Regions from separate parts of the Mus musculus genome. Here all the other regions are linked to region 1. The links are chromatin contacts, called in public Hi-C and HiChIP or PLAC-seq maps. All regions are on one chromosome and are shown on one strand. The core of a region is the stretch at or near the end of the contact, and the rest is flanking DNA. Distances in the headings are between cores, read along the strand shown.

Region 1 (3,490 bases), core at 623-3,122:
CAATGCCCACAGTGAGCAAGGACTGCCAGTCTCCATCGCAGCCTCTCACCCTTGCACTTACTGCCGCTCTTCCTTGCCGAACCCATTAACAGGTTAGGGTGGATGGAGAACCGACTTCTGCCTGGGCCTCTTGTAAGTGGTTTATGCATCTGTAAAATGAGTGACTATGTCCCCAAATCTGCATTCATTTGCCCCTTCATCCCAGCCTAATATTCTTTTCCTGATGCTGAATTAGCAGTGAGTGAGAACCCCTTGGAACAAACGGTTCCACAATGGATCTCTGGCAGAAGTTTAAGATGACAACGAAACAAGAAAATAAGATTAGTGAAGGTAAGTCTTCCATTCTTGTTTAGTTCTTTAGTGCCAGTTTCCAGGACCAGAAGGGCCTCCTGTCTGTTTGTTTTGTCTCTGACTCTGTCTGTTTCTGTCTCTCTGTCTGTCTCTCTGTCCATCTTTTTCTGTCTCTCTCATCTGTCTGCCTGTCTGTCTGTCTATCTCTGTCTTTCCCTCCATTCTCTCATTTCAAGCAGAAAGCCAGCAGAGGGCACTGGTAACCCTGAACATGCAAGATATCTGGTGGAAAGTTCCCTGCAGAAGGGCAGCCCAGTGTTAAGACAGAGGGGGGCGGGGGTAGGGGAGGCTAGAGAAGTATAGGCTTCGTACTTTCATGTCCGTATTTTGTAAGTCTATTAAAAATTGGGAGAACCTTCTCTATCTCTCCTTTAAAATGCTTGAGAGTGGCTTCCCCAAAATATGATAGAATAGCATTGAAATACTTCAAGCAGAGTGAAGATGATTAACACTATATTATTCTGCAATTTTTAAATCATTTTATTTGACTCAAAATGTTTGCACTCATGTGGGTAGGATTCAGTTAGAAAATTGAAGTATGCTTTGCCCATTGAGAAATGGTGTATGCGTGTGTTTCCAAGTTTTAAAACCTATTCCAAAGCAGTTATATCCATCAGGAGTGTATAAAATACCTGCAAGTGGCAAGTATAATTACTTGTGCCTGTTGTTAAAAATTGAAGTTGATGTAGTTTTTAAGTTGGAATTTCTACCAATGTGTAACCACCACTTATGTGTGTATGTATATGTGACTACTATATTTATATGTGAGTCATGTAAAATATATCACACACATATTTATATTTTTCCAGAATCTGTCTTTGTGATGCTGCAGAAACTTTCCTAGTGGTTAGTGCTGCTGTGCAGTGGTCTCTTACCTAGATGGACCTATTTTTCCACGGCACCCAAACCTGCATGGCGCTGAGCTAGTTCCTTTAGAATGACTGCCCAATGCTCAGGTATGCCAAAGCTTTCAGGACTTCGCTTGTTAATGCCACAAAAAAGAAAAAAAAATTCATGCACACATGCTTGGAAGCTCTTGTCTGAAAGACCATGGATGTCTTTACTTCCAATTAGACAGTCACTAGGCAGCAAATACAGCATATGACTTATATTGAAGGGCTATGGGCTGCCTGTATCAACTGCTAGAACAGCTAACCTCAGCAACAGTCATCAAAGCTTTAATATAAGAAAACTATATGTGCAAAGACACGTGCGAAGCTCACTTTGAATGTGTTACAGACTCCAGTACTCAGGACAGTTGGCACAGATGGCCAGCCTGACATCAGACTGCTCCTTTTTTTTTTTTTTTTTTTTAAACCGTGACCAGTTCTGGAGAGTGCTGGACTAGAGACTCTGTCATTTCTGACAACAGGAGAACCAGAGACCCAGTGACATTCAAGTTTTGGCATTTTCCAATTTCTTTTTGGATGATTTAACGACCAAAACTGCTGCAACCTACACATTTTGCTTGTCTTCCTTCCTCCACGATGGAGCTAGGATAGGATATGGCTGTTCGTGGCTTTCTGCCTCTGGATGGCAGTAACTCCTGCTTGAATGTTCATGACCCTTAACTGTAATGTCTTAAAGTAAGGACTTCCCATCCTTTGTTAGTTTTCTGTCCAAAGAAAACACGAAATTTGCTTGGTCTGAAACACACACACACACACACACACTCCAAACAAGGAGTCTGTTTAATGTTAAAAAACCGATACCACCAATCCCAGGCTAGAAAGAAAATGAGGACTCAGGGAGCTAACCTAAAAAAACAAAAAAACTGAAAACCTGGCATTTGGATATTTCCATATGTTTATATGTGATTCATTTTCCTTCTTACATAAATTAACAAATGCTGCCGAGCCAAGCGTATTTTTTTTCCCTCAAGACAACGAGGCTCTGCAAAGCTCTAGGAATATATCCAGGCTTTGGGAATAAGCATGTCTACCACTAAAATTATGTGCTCTGATTAATATAGTCCATCTGGATTTTCTGACTGAGGCTTTTCATAGACACAAAGAATTAAAGAGCTTAAACATTAAATACAGAGCAGTGCACACATGGTAAATGTGGTTCTCTAACCTCCCCATGCTGTGGCTACTGCAGTACCGTGAACCGACATCTGGATAGGGCTGTGGGCTGTAATTTATTGTCCTGTAATATTTTCCCGGTCCTCCTCTTGCATGTTCTTTTAAACCTGCTGTTTCTTTTCTTTGGTTCTCTGTCCTAGCCTCACATGCTCCTGTAATGTTTACCTCCTACAGTGAACTAGGACTGAAAGCTCTTCCAACCTCCATTGCCAGCTCTGGGCCTTTGCACAGACGTGTTAGAGAGGGGTTTGTGGGAATCCCTAGCTCCAGCTTGTGGAACCTTTAGACAGGCATGGCTTTCTTATTGGGAAAAGAGGATGGGTTAGTGTGAGAAAAAGAAATCTACTCTTGAGTATTCTTTTTTTTATTTTATGTTTTAAAGTTCTTTTGAGTACTTACTAAAAAGTAATAGATTATGACCCAAACCTACCACCCGAACTTCAGTCCTGGAAATCTCACTCAGTCTTGGTATCTAACTGAGGTGGTGTAAGCTCTTAACGGCTTCATAGTGACCACTCTTGAGTCTTTGGTGATTTGGAGGGTTTACTGCATACTCATGCATTTCATTCTTTCCTAATCTGAAAAGGGAATGTGAATCCTATGGCTTCTAAATGATAGATTAAAAATATACATATTTTTCCTGCAATGATTTTTTTTTGATGCCACATGAAATGGTTTCTGTAAGTATGAGCGAGTATGATTATTGGGTTTCTTGGGACAATAGTAGAGAATCTACAGAAATACCTGGGGCACAATAAAGCCCCAAATGTATAGTCTACATAGCAAAACCAAGGGGAAGACAGAAAGTCATTGACTCCAATAGTGATAAAAGCAAAGAGGGATTCTGGGATACAATCCTTCAAATCTAGGGTCAGGTCACCAAAAATCAGTCTAAGAATTTAGCTAGCTCAAAACACAGACGAGAAGTCAAGAGAAGCATGTTCCTAAGGCATGCTTCTTTTGTGTTTCTCTTAGGTGGCAGGTTTCAATCTCTGTGCATTTGAAATAATGCTCTAACCTGCTTAGAGACAGAGGGCTTCTCATCATTAACCCAA
Region 2 (3,490 bases), core at 672-3,171, 240 kb after region 1:
ACAGATATTGACCTAACAATGGATGAGATTATTTTAAACAATGCCCACATGAGAATTAATTTAGTATGGAGAGTAGAGGAGAAATAGAAAAGACAACAATTAACAGAAGCTCTAGAGAGGAAATATCTCCTCTTTTGTACTGTTATTTTATTACTGTTACTTATTTTGTTATGTCCATATATATAAAACATAACAGGAAAAAAAAATCAACAAATTTATAAAATAAATTGAAAATGTTTGGGTGAAAAAGAAGACAGGAGAGCATACTAACATAAAAAATAGGTAACTGAGAACAGGTGATTATGATACCCATGGGCTAGTGTTTCATGTTTATTATCAAGCACCAAATATGTACTGGAGATGTACAGAAGCTGAATTAAATTTTTATCCTAACATTTCTTCATATTGTGTAGGTCATCCATATATTTTCTTGGACTTCATCTATAGCTAAAAGTTGTTATATCGAAACAAAGGTTCTGGCTTCTTAGTAGATATGCTCGTGTGACACTAATTTTATCTTGAGTTGAATTCTGCTACAGTTCAGCCTATGATAGCATATACACCTTCCCCTGAGGACTGAGATCAGAAAACCATTTCACCAATATTAAACTTATCTATTTATTACCTGTGGGGATGACACTGTTGTACTATGGAGCATGTGTGGAAGTTACCGAACAACTTTCAAGAACTGATTCTCTTTCTTCCAAGTGGGTTCCAGGGATAGACCTTGTAGTACGTGTGTTGGGGACCAACTGTAGTTCTGCAACCTCTGTTTCTTCCTTCAGGGTGTCCAGACACCACTGAGGCCTTCTCTGTGGATCTTAGTGCTACTGCTCAATGAAGCAGCTCTTTTACACAATCTTCAGTGGAACAATTGGGGTGCAGACACTTTACTTGGGGTTGACAAGGGCTATGTACTAACCTTGGAGACAGGAAGGAGTTTTTCAGGGTGAATGAAGTCATTGGCTTTGAGTTTAAAATGCTATGAATGCCTCATTTGTATGGAGAAGCATTTTAGGAATCTCAGATACTTGCTGGGCAGGTTCTTATCAGAATTGAAGAAGTTCAACTTGTGGGTTTGCCAAAGACATTCCTCAGGTAGAAAATAAGGGGTCAGGCTCACCAGATCAGGCAAAGAAGGGGAAACTCCGCTAGGAAGGGGACTCCTCTGTTTGTACTGACCTCAGAGGAGCTGTCTGGACATGGTAGACTAAAGCCTATTAGTGAGGGGCTACAAGAGCTCAGATCATCAGGTTTGATAGCAGGTGCCTTTATCTGCTTGAGTCACTTTGCCAGTCCATGGGAAACAATTTTATACCAAAGAGTGGAAATACATCTAGTCCAGTGGTTCTCAATCTTCCTAATGCTGCAACCCTTTAGTAAAATTCCTTGATGATGTTGTAGTAACCTCCAAACATAAAATTATTTTTGTTGCTACTTCATAATTGTAACTGTGCTACTGTTATGGAATGTAATATAAACATCTGTGTCTTCTGATGGTCTTCTGATGGCGACTCCTGTGAAAGGGTCATTCAACATTTCCAGGGGTCACAGGCTACCAGTTGAGAGTGACTGTTCTAGAGGAAGATGATGGATACTTGTCCCTTCCTTCTATTTACTTTAACCTTGGACCAATTTCCCCCAGACATTTAAATTCGTCATGAGTCCCACAGCAGAGTTTTATAGGAATTACTTTGTTAATAACATATAATTAAAATAACATAATTCCATCCTTCTTTTGGTCATTTATTCTGGCTAAAAGTTAACTTTGGAAATGAAAGACCAAAGCAAAAATGCGGTGGGAGTAGAGATAGGACTCAGGAGAAGTATGACAAACAATTAAGCACGTTATTACCGATGACACGTTCACGGTGGAGAGGATTATAAAGTGTGGTCTTTCTTATAAAGAGAGGTCCCTGGGGAGTCGGGAAAGAGATGACTTACAAGGCTGTGTGGTTAGCAAGGTCAAGAAGAAGGGGAGCACAGGAAGGAAATAAAAATGCTGCCTTCTCCACATTGTGCTTGACTTAAAAATGAAACGTTGCCGCCATCCATCTGTGACACTTCTTAGTTGTGTCATTCATGAAATAAAACCATGTTTATCATAAATAATAGACTTGGTGGTATAAATACAACCCGGATTATGCCATGAATTACGTGTTGAAACTGGTAATATGCTAGTTCATAGTGTGTAAGAACACTGACAGGCATTTGATTAGAAAAAAAAAAAGAAAGTACTATAAAAGATTATTAAGCATCGAGGTAGGTGTTATTCACTATCAGACCAGGAAATTCGATTTCAGCATGTCTCTTTACGGCAGAGTGTTCCATTTGTTTCACGGCTGCTTTGTGTATGAGTGCTGAGTTTCTCTCCCACAGGGGAAATGCATTTTCTTGAAGAAAATGTAAACTCCAGTATTGTGAATTCTAAAGCAGTAAAATGTGAGCAAAATCTTATGCAGAGAAATTAGGTAAAAAAATATTTCAATCCAACAATTATTTGTACAGTTGTGAGATGTGAAAGGATTTTTTAACCATGTGGAAATCATTAATAAATCAACATCATACTCTACAGACGTCTAACAGACTGAAACCAGCTATAAAGTCCAAGTGTTTAGAAATCTGTATTCATTTTAGCATATGCTAAAGGAGAAATCTGGCTTTCATACACAAAACTATGTCTGTTTATTGATATGAAAGCAACCAATGGCCTATGGAATGAATCTAAAAGCAAGCTTTCTGTGTAATGTCTTCCATTTTGTGCATTTGTATTAGCAGATAAGAAAATGCACTCCATATTTCTGGGTAGAGCAAACTCCATAACATCATCCCTGTGGCGTAACGAAGCATTTAGCTTTTAGCTCTGAGATTTAAGTACTTATAGATGTAGGCACTTGGCTACATGATATTGCTGTCTAAAATTCACTGTATGTGGCAGATTATGAATACTTTTCAAGGGTTTCTTAAATTCTTAATACTCTACCAATATTCAAAGTGATTATTTATTGGAGCTTATGCTTATACAAACAAGGCATGGCAAAGTGGTGTGCTTCACTTAGTCTCACAATAATAAGTCAACTCATATTAGACTCACAACTGAGGTAATACACTCAGTGAGCATGGCTTTACACAAGGACATGTAGTGGAGAGCCTAAGGTAAAGTAAAAATAATAAAGAATTCTTATCGATGTTTATGTTGGTATATAGTCTTCTGTCATCACTGACTTGGTGATTATTATTTCTATAATAAATTCAGTTGCTTTTTGGACAACACCATTGGCAAATACAGATTCTGTGATGTTTCCACTTTCTAATATCTTCTTAGAAGTTGAAAACTTTCCCCTTCTCTAGTAATTTTTAGCTTCTTTTTTCCATTTGCTTGTTATTACCATTTGGCTTTTTGTTTTTACTTTTTTTTTTTTTTTTTAACGTTTTAACTGAAAGAGATGCCAAGCAAAGATGTCTTTTCAGGACAGAGAGGTGGAGTGCC
Region 3 (3,490 bases), core at 416-2,915, 210 kb after region 1:
AAAACCTAAGAAATAGTGACCTGCCCAAATATCTGGGGAAGGGGAGCCGGAAGTTGTGAGGAGTCAGAGGGTAGAGGGATGATATTGGTGCTGAGGTGGCAGATAAAATGTGCCATTACCCATACAGCAGCTCATTCACAGATAAGACATTAGGATGCTTCAGCACCTAATAGTGACATGTCCTGTGTGCATGAGCAGACTTCATGTATAGGATCTCACTAAGACCTCCTGGCATTCCAATGCAATAGCTGTCCATGTCACTGCTCTCATTTTGCAGAGAGGAATGATCAGATTAAACCAGCTCTCAAGCTATGGGTCACGACCCCTTTGGGGGTTGCACATCAGATATGCTGCATATCATATTTTTACATCATGATTAATAACAGTAGCAAAATTACAGTTATGAAGTAGCAATGAAAATAATTTTATGGTTGGGTGTAACCACAACATGAGGGACTGTATTAAAAAGATAACATTAGGATGGTTGAGAACCATTGGACTCTTTCCTGACTCAATATTTTTTTTAAGAGGAGGGCCACCAGAGATTTATCTCTCTTTCTTTAGCTTTTAAAGATGTATTTATTTAAAATGTATGAATTTTTACCTACATATGCATACCGCATGGGTGACTGGTGTCTGAGTAGTCCACCTCACCTACAGTTGTAGTTGGATGTGAGCCCCCATGAGCCCTCAGCCTGAGTTGCAAGTGCTTTTAACTACCCATCTGTCACTCCAGTCCTGGGACTGAACAATCCCTCCTCCCCTTTGCCTTTAAGGGTGCTCCTCCACCCACTCACCCATTCCCACTTCACTGCTCTAGCTTCCCCCAATGCTGGGACATCAAAACTCCACAGTATCAAGGGCCTCCCCTCCCATTAATGCCAGATACGGTTATCCTCTACTACATATATATCTGGAACCATGGATCCATCCATGTGTACTCTTTGGTTGATGGTTTAGTCCCTAAGAGCTCTAGGTGGCCTGGTTAGTTGATATTGTTCTTCCTATGTGGTTGCAATCCCCTTCAGCTCCTTCAGTCCCTCCCCTAGCTCTTCCATTGGGGTCTAAAGGCTCAGCCTGATAATTACAGTAGAGCACAGTCTTCCGTGGCTCTCCCTCCTTACCTATCTCTGTCTTCATGTGCTACATCTCGCTTCTTGGCATCACACAAAAGGACACAAAAGGGTCTATCACTCAGAGGGTTAGAAGCTAATGTCACCCCAGATCCTGGTTCTCAGCTGTCCTTGATTTGTTTTACTCTACGTAGCTCGCATTACCTGGTTTCTGTCTATGTCAGAACTGTGAGAGAGGTTAAGCAGGACACATCTGAATAGTGTGTTGGGCTTTCGTAGATGATAGAAAATCAACTAGTCATAACACCATGTAAAACGAGAAGGCTTTAGTTCTTTTTTTTTTCCTGTTAATTCTTGTAACCTTTTCCCAACATATGCTGAAATGCCATGAGATCCAAAGCAAGTACTTACACCTGTAATCACATTGATTTCATGTCTTGCTGAGGATTCAATAGAGAAAGAAGCTTTTTCTGAGGTGGCTAATAAGCTCCTGGCAACATTGTCTTTAGATCAATGGAAAATATGCATAGGGACAATACATGCTTAAATTTCCTCCCCAATATGCTGTTGGAAAATCCCTTTGGTTTTCTTATTGGAAGAAGGTGCAGTTGCCTTGACAACCAGCTTCTGAACAGACTGCCTCTGCCTCCTTGTTCTACAGCTTGCTGTAAAAGTCAAAGTGTGATATTCTTACAAGATGCACATAAATTTACTAAGGAAGGGATTTCCAATTTGCATATGGTAGCTGTCAGATGCTAGAGAGACATCAGTAATTTATCAAAGGAGGACTGTAAACCCCCTCAAATGTACAATTATTCCTTTCTAAAAATGATCATCATTGTTTGTGAACTTCAAAGCAGGTCACTCCAGACTTACAGTGAGGATTCTCTAAGGACAGTAGCACTGGGAAACTATAGCCCCTTTGTGACAGTTCTCTCGTCAGTTACCAGGAGAAGTTTCAAATTGTTCAAGTTGGTTATGAGCATCCATGCGAATTCTTCCCGCTACACTTGCCTTTCCAGAATAGCCTTTCTACCTCAGGGAACGTCTGTGCAGTGAGGGGGAAAGGGAAGTAAATGGGATTGAGTTTGGCAGAGCTTTTCAAATAACTTGTTCAATTTCCTGAAATAGTGGGAAATCTGTCTAGCCTGTAGCCCTTGTCTGGAAGCACCCCATTCAACTTCCTTTGAGGACATGAGACTATGCATACTCTCCCCGCCCCCCATAGACACACTGCATGCTTATCCATATTCTCGAGAATGGCCTTTAAAACCTAATTTTTACACATATTTGGGACTTCATTTTGCCTTCAAATGTACAGTTCCTGGCAGTGTCATGAGTACACCACGATTAGCTGTGATCAAGGCTCTGCATTTAAATTCTTACCTGTAGATGGTTCGCTACATTTTTCCAGGAGAGTTTTAAATCTTAAATGAGTCTGCAGGGCACACACATGCTGCCAGCTGCCATCACTCACCTTGAGGCCTGACTCTGCCATCCCTGTCCCCCCTCACTGACAGCACAGCTTGCCCCCTGTATCCCTCACAGCACCTAACCTCTGTACTTGTTCCAAGTGTCTCTCATCAATTGCTTAGGTCAGATCAGTTTGTGCTGATTTAGCCAACCTGTTTCCCTTTACCAGTTTTCTTTTTTTTAAAATTTTTTTTATTACATATTTTCCTCAATTACATTTCCAATGCTATCCCAAAAGCCTCCCACACCCCCACCTCCCCTACCCACCCATTCCCATTTTTTGGCCCTGGCGTTCCCCTGTACTGGGGCATATAAAGTTTGCCTGTCCAGTGGGCCTCTCTTTCCAGTGATGGCCGACTAGGCCATTATTTGATACATATGCAGCTAGAGACAAGAGCTCCGGGGTACTGGTTAGTTCATAATGTTGTTGTACCTATAGGGTTGCAGATCCCTTTAGCTCCTTGGGTACTTTCTCTAGCTCCTCCATTGGGGGCCCTGTGATCCATCCAATAGTTGACTGTGAGCATCCACTTCTGTGTTTGTTAGGCCCTGGCCTAGTCTCACAAGAGACGGCTATATCACGGTCCTTGCACCAAATGCTTGCTAGTGTATGCAATGGTGTCATCATTTGGAGGCTAATTATGGGATGGATCCCTGGATATGGCAGTCTCTTGATTTTACCAGTTTTCTTATGTGGCTCTTGTTTTTGGAGATCATCTCTAAGCTTCTTATATTGGGCTCATGCAGGGACTAGACCACTGACCAAGGAGGGTACAGGGAGGGATCCATGGCTCCAGATACATATGAAGCAGAGGATGGCCTTGTCTGAGGGAGGGGAGGCCCTTTGTCCTGTGGAGGTTTGATGACCCAGTATAGGGGGATGCTGGAACAGTGGGACAGGGGTGGGTGGGTAGGTGATGGAGAACTCTCATACAGGCAAATGG

Evidence for each region. HiChIP or PLAC-seq counts read pairs in DNA pulled down with a chosen protein or histone mark. A called contact is a pair of places that touch in the nucleus more often than the background predicts.
Region 2: a contact with region 1 is called in a RAD21 HiChIP or PLAC-seq map of pro-B cells, with 10 times the contacts expected there. The contact joins two enhancer-like sites. A contact is called at or near these places in 1 of 15 datasets of contacts at CTCF or cohesin (pro-B cells), 3 of 484 Hi-C or Micro-C datasets (cerebellar granule neurons, nephron progenitors and uterus) and 2 of 115 datasets of contacts at active chromatin or transcription factors (both in embryonic stem cells).
Region 3: a Hi-C map of cortical neurons shows a contact between it and region 1, with 2.4 times the contacts expected there. The contact joins two enhancer-like sites. A contact is called at or near these places in 1 of 15 datasets of contacts at CTCF or cohesin (pro-B cells), 5 of 484 Hi-C or Micro-C datasets (the HPC-7 cell line, brain, cerebral cortex and 2 more) and 1 of 115 datasets of contacts at active chromatin or transcription factors (astrocytes).

Annotation. Positions count from the first base shown.
Region 1 is chr1:137,330,264-137,333,753 of GRCm38.p6, forward strand. No RefSeq gene overlaps it. Among named protein-coding and RNA genes, the nearest start is that of Gm34244, 22 kb to the right of the region's middle. Within about 2 kb of position 1,873, at least 51 of the 459 cell types and tissues checked have an H3K27ac peak or open chromatin away from gene starts, as enhancers often do. A contact at or near this core is called in cortical neurons and pro-B cells, where this site is marked.
Region 2 is chr1:137,567,835-137,571,324 of GRCm38.p6, forward strand. No RefSeq gene overlaps it. Among named protein-coding and RNA genes, the nearest start is that of Gm34306, 200 kb to the right of the region's middle. Within about 2 kb of position 1,922, at least 8 of the 459 cell types and tissues checked have an H3K27ac peak or open chromatin away from gene starts, as enhancers often do. A contact at or near this core is called in pro-B cells, where this site is marked.
Region 3 is chr1:137,544,191-137,547,680 of GRCm38.p6, forward strand. No RefSeq gene overlaps it. Among named protein-coding and RNA genes, the nearest start is that of Gm34244, 190 kb to the left of the region's middle. Within about 2 kb of position 1,666, at least 14 of the 459 cell types and tissues checked have an H3K27ac peak or open chromatin away from gene starts, as enhancers often do. A contact at or near this core is called in cortical neurons, where this site is marked.